Linked DNA regions of Mus musculus: region 1 is linked to region 2. A link is a contact called in public ChIA-PET data. All regions are on one chromosome and are shown on one strand. The core of a region is the stretch at or near the end of the contact, and the rest is flanking DNA. Distances in the headings are between cores, read along the strand shown. Region 1 holds the start of Etnk1 (ethanolamine kinase 1). Region 2 overlaps St8sia1 (ST8 alpha-N-acetyl-neuraminide alpha-2,8-sialyltransferase 1).

Region 1 (2,828 bases), core at 173-2,672, 250 kb after region 2:
AAGGCGTTCACCACCACTGCTGGGCTACATAGTGGTTTTTAAAAACACATACTCAAGTCTGGAAAATGGTCAATAAATTTACAATGTTGCAAAAATGCAGGAGTGGATTTCCCACTTTTTAGTGTAGGAAGTTTATCATTATCTCAGACTTATTTGTGACTTACAAAGGTATGTAGCCTCATTCAGAACAATGAGAACATAAATGTGTGCTAATGGGTAATACAACATTTGATCATTCACAAGTTATTCACTTGTACTCAGCCCCGGGGAGGCCAGAAGTCAAGGTGAAAGTCACCTCCATTGTCTCCGTCATAAAAGGAAAGCACAAGGGCGGACCAAAAACTTGTAGATGATCCGGTTGCCAGTATTTCTCTAACAAGCAAAGAGCAGAGCCTTTCTGATACAGGAGGTTTCATGTAGCCGTGCGAGTCCCAGGACGCGCTATGATTTAGCATGACAGATCTAATTTTCTTTCCTTCCAATTCCCTCCGAGTCTCTACCTTATATAACCGGCTTTGAATAATTCTCAGCAACGTCAACTATCTGACCCTTAAAATGAGTGTTTCAGTCGTCTATTATCGGTCGGCTGATGACTAAGTATATCCCGGGCAAACCTGGAACTCACTATGTAGCCCGGCTGGTTTGGAACTCGTGGCAATCCTGCCTTAGGCACCTGAGAACTAGGACAGGTATAGGTCATCACACCACTGTCACCGGTTTACTCTCACTTTACGTAAAGTTTGCCCCAAATACTGTGATTTCTATGTACCGTCAAAGGGAACTGGGTTGCTGAACCAAGCAAGCATGTAGTTCTGTGCACACAGCTTCAGGAACAAGGCGAGCAAATTAATCCAGCTTGGCCGGTTGAGGCCAGGCTAAGCTCACAGCTTAAATTTAGGGTTATTTCAGGACGTGCCTTCTGCGTCCCGTAAGAACGTCAGCCCTAAGTAAGCAGAGCCCACGACCCTAGTGATCTAGAAAGGTGACGCTTCCTTGACTCCTGACAGGGCTGGGTAGCACTCCACAGCTCATCGGTAGAGTTCGAAAGGGCTCGGCAGAGCTCGACAGCGCTCCGGCAGAGCTCGGCAGAATTCGGTAGGGCTCCGGTAGCGCTCGGGCAAGGCTCGTTAGAGCCCCGGTAGGGCTCGGCAAAGCTCGACAGTGCTCCGGCAGGGCTCGGCAGTGTTCGGCAAGGCTCGTAAGCGCTCCGGCTGGGCTCGGCCGCGCTCGGACTCCTTCGGGTGCAGGAGCCCAGCCAACCCCACAGTAGCGGAGTGCCTGGCGGTGCGCGCTCCCCGAGACCCCGATCCCCAAGAGCCCCGAGGCCCGCCCATTGTGCCGCGGGGTTCGCCACCCCGCCAGCCGCCTGACGCAGCCGAGGCTCCGCCCCCGGCGTGACGCTAGCGTCAGGCCAGTCCCGGCATGCTTCGCGGCCGCCCGCGGTCTAGCGCACTGAGGCATCTTCCCGAGAGCGGCCGTGCCTCCGCGTCTCTGCACTGCGCACCCCGTCCGGCCGCCCGGTTGCCCCCGCCGCCCGCCCGTGCGTCCGAGCGGCCGCAGCCCTCCGCCGAGGGCGCCCCGGGACGGAAGGGTCCAGCAGCCTGCCGGCGCCCGCCGCGCTCGTGGTCGCCGTCGCCGTGGTCGTCGTGGTCGTGTCCGCCGTCGCCTGGGCCATGGCCAATTACATCCACGTCCCGCCCGGCTCGCCCGAGGTGCCGAAGCTCGACGTGACGGTGCAGGACCAGGAGGAGCAGCGCTGCCGCGACGGCGCCCTGAGCCTGCTGCGGCACCTGCGGCCGCACTGGGACCCCCGGGAGGTGACCCTGCAGGTGAGGCCGGACGGGCACCGGGTTTCCTTCCCGAAGCCGCCGCGTCAGCGACGTCTGCCCGGCCCCTGAAGAGGCTCCCGGGGATGGCTGCCGCGGCCCTCGTCATGCCTCTCCTCCCAGACCCCGCAGCCCATCCGCCTCCCGCGGTCCTCTCCGCTGCCCTCCCTCCCCTGCGCTTCCCTCCCATCCCTGCCTTATCCAGCCCGAGATCTTCCCACATCCCCATCTCCGAGCCGCGGGAGAACAACTCCTTTCCAAAGCGGAATGACCGGGGACCTGCTGCTGCCCACGCCAGGATGCTAGGGAACGCTATGCCGTGCGTTATAGGAAGGCTTGAATTGGAAGGTTTCTAAATTTGTAAAGTCTTAGAAGAATTAATGCTCAGGGTTGGAGTGAGCAGTGGCCTGGGAATATTTTCGTGAGTCAGTGGCTTTAAAGACAAAAATTCTCAGAAGGATACCCCTACCCCCGAAAAGCTAGGATTAGGAAAAAAAAAAGGCACTTGCAAGTTATGATCCACCATACCCACAATTTATCTGGTGTAATTGGTTATAGTTTTTTCAGTGCACAGCTTGTAGGATTACTAAGGTGAATTTCCTTTTTCCTTGCAAACAAGCCAAATTAGTAAAATTTTAACGGTTTGGGATTGTTTTAGATTTGAGCAGTAATTTGTATTATTCAAGACGTCTGTCATTTTGATGACTCCAATACATTGTTGGGGGTTTATACAGGATTTATTGATTTAAGTTTTTTGCTAAATTTTTTTTTTAGTATAATTAAAACATGAGTAGTGTCTAGGCCCCAGAGCAGTTCCTGACACTTGGGGGCTTTTATGAGTTTTAGTTTCGATTCTTGTTAGAAGTGTTCTGAGCAGCTGAAAGAGACCGACCCATATGTTTTGGGGAAGAAACTTGTTAGACAAAAGACTTTGACATTTAAGGTGTGCCTGTTGGCCAAGTATATAGGAAATAGTTGATTCAAAATGATTTTTATGTATAA
Region 2 (2,839 bases), core at 224-2,723:
TGTCTCCTAGGAGAGAAAAAGACGAGAACGGCAGGTTAAGTGAGCAGCCGGGTCACTCATTTGTCATCCGCACAGGAATGTGCGGCCTCACCCCAGTGCCAGCTCACTCTGCAGACTCCACAGAGCAGATCACACTCTGAGTGACTCCCACTCCCAGTCACTGAGTAATATTTCACTTAAAAATATTTCAGGAAAACATTCTAGCTCTCAGGTGTGTCTGAAATATGTTCAGAGGCAAAACATATGCATGACCCTTGGAGATGCATGGATTAGTCCAGCCATCTGGGTCCTGGAAAGACTTGAGCTGGCTCTGAAGGGCAACTAGGCTTTTGTGGCAGCAGAAACACACCTGCCGTCAGGCTGTAACTATCGGGTGGTTAAAAACAGTGTGGACGAATGCTACAGGCGAATGAAATGGCGTGGTCCAAACTAATATGCCAGAAACTAAGGGCTCGATTACAGAGAGGACCTCAGCAGCCCCTCTGAATAGAAGCAGGCGTGAAAGGAACACTATGGTCTAAGACAATGGCGAGGCAAACTGTCTTCAGCACTCCTTTAACGTAAGCCTCTGTGGAAACTGACAGTTGAACACTCTGACCTCTGCCTTGGCTGTTCACCCTCCGTGTTCGAAATAGCGCCCTCGCTCAGGATTGCCTGCCCTGAATGTTCTACCCTGTAGACTCCTGTTGGTTCCTCAACTACTGGCCTTGTTACTGCTCTATGGGTAAACCCATCAGGCGCTGAGCTTTAATGAGGAAATGAGCTGGCACTTGGGAAGACAAACTGCAGACACGATGGCACACCTCGAGTGCACCAGGAAGCACCTACTAAAGCACACTGCTGGTGTGACCGTGAGTTGCCAGAGGAGAGTAACTAACATCTCATTAGACATGCTAGGTTATCTTGGCTGGCCTCCCCTTCACACTAGTTTCAATGGGAAGAGGGCAGGGGATAAAAGTCTTACCCCCTACCATCCCCCACATCAAAGATGTTAATGCCATATTTTGCAACTATACCAGCATTCCATTGATCATAGACTGTTCTTCCCTTTCCTGTCCCACCCACCACCATCGACATCATTGCCATTATCATCAGGCTCTCTTTGTGTATACCAGGCTGGTCTTAAGTTCATCACCCTCCTGACTACTGAATGCTAAGGACTATTCACAACCATGCTCAGCTCACAAGTTATCCCTATATTTTGTCAAAAGAGCACTCTAGTAAGCTACATGATAAAAAACAATCTCTTAATACAGAGAGACGTCCCACCCGCGTGAATGTAAACTTTAGGGAGAATGCACTGAGTTTGGGTTTCCTGTCACGGGTCTGGTGATATCTCATTTTCTTTTGTTCTTTGAGCAACGAAAATTATTGTGAGTGTCATTAAATTCCATTTGCATCTACAAAAATGCACCACCTGTGGTTTAAAGACATGCCTGGGCCACAGGAAGAACACACATGCAGACCTCTGCGACCATGTCTAGGCTGTTTCCTCTCTGTTTGCCAATTGCTCAGAGCCATACCAACCCACTTCCCCTTTCTTTACCTAAGGAATCTTTTGCACAAATGGGCCCAGTGCCTGCCAGACAGCACACGCCTTCTGGACAGGGCTTCCACTCGGTTCCCACCATACCATGGAGCTGGGCAGCCTTATGATTCTCTCCCCACAGTCTGTCTCAGCTCACACAACCAACACCATGGCTGGATGGGGCTCTCTCTCAAGTCTTTCCGGCTTTCACCAGACCCTTGCATCCGGACTGAAGCTCTCACCTGGACTCCACTTTAACTCAGTATAAAGAATCACAAAGGAAACCTTGCCAATGTCGAGTGACAGCACTGCCTTCTGCCTGGCACCTGACAGCTTACAAATCACGTTCATGTGTGTTTCCTCTCTGAATTATAAAAAGCAAAAACAAAACCCAAAACAAAAACAACCACACAGGGAAAAAAAAATCCAGGCACATTTTTATGAAGTCACAGACAATGAAACCAGTGTCTAAGCCAATAGTTACACGAGTTTGATAGGCTAATGAATGACTTCTTATTCCTTTAAGGGGAGAAAGCAGAATTAGACGAAAAAAAAAAATAGCAGGATAGCAGGTGTTCCTCGAGGACAAATGTTTCCAGAAACATTGCAAATTTGCAATCTTGTTGCTCTCTTCAGTGCAGGCGCCTCTCCAACATTTTCTCTCTCTCTCCACAAATCCTCCACACCCACCTGTCCTGCTGACCTATGAGGTGCTAAGGGCGCACAAAGAGAAGATGCCCACGCACATGCCTCAGACCGGAGGGGCCTAACCCAGCTCGCCACCTACAGAGACCACGGCAACAACTTCGAAAGCAGCAGTTGAACCAGGGACACTCTGTACTTCCAGCACTGGGTGGCTGAGGCAGGAGAATAAGAAATTTACAGCCACCCTGGGCTACACAAGAATAAAAACAAAGCGGAGCCATTAGGTGCATCGGCTGGAATGTCATCATAGGATGTGTAATGAAGGGTTTGTTTTGTTTTTAATTCTTAGGTAACATTGTGGTAGGCTCTTCAGATGTGAAAGTAGACTCAAAAATTAAGAAAGCAAGATCTGCCTTCAGAAAACATAAGGAAAGGGCAAACAAGCTTAAGCTACAACCACAGATTAACCAACGAAACCACAGCAATCTTCAGGGCTCTGCACAAAAAAAAGGAACAAACAAGAAAATGGAAAAGCAACTTACACAGAGAGACAGACAGACAGACAGAGAAACAGGGAGACAGAGAAACAGGGAGACAGAGAAACAGGGAGACAGAGTCAGAGAGACACAGGGAGCACCAAGAATGTGTCTAGTAAGTTAAGGCAAG

The links. ChIA-PET counts read pairs in DNA pulled down with a chosen protein or histone mark.
Region 1: an RNA polymerase II ChIA-PET map of effector CD8 T cells shows a contact between it and region 2, with 29 read pairs. The contact joins the promoter of Etnk1 here to the enhancer-like site in region 2. A contact is called at or near these places in 1 of 484 Hi-C or Micro-C datasets (CD4 T cells) and 4 of 115 datasets of contacts at active chromatin or transcription factors (double positive thymocytes, effector CD8 T cells, embryonic stem cells and 1 more).

Annotation. Positions count from the first base shown.
Region 1 is chr6:143,165,808-143,168,635 of GRCm38.p6, forward strand. It overlaps Etnk1 (ethanolamine kinase 1), which reads left to right and starts at 1,423. Exons shown (of 8, transcript NM_029250.2): 1 at 1,423-1,829. The coding sequence starts at 1,674.
Region 2 is chr6:142,914,163-142,917,001 of GRCm38.p6, forward strand. It overlaps St8sia1 (ST8 alpha-N-acetyl-neuraminide alpha-2,8-sialyltransferase 1), which reads right to left. Exons shown (of 5, transcript NM_011374.2): 2 at 1-6. Among named protein-coding and RNA genes, the nearest start is that of St8sia1, 49 kb to the right of the region's middle. Within about 2 kb of position 1,474, at least 89 of the 459 cell types and tissues checked have an H3K27ac peak or open chromatin away from gene starts, as enhancers often do. A contact at or near this core is called in double positive thymocytes, effector CD8 T cells and thymic regulatory T cells, where this site is marked.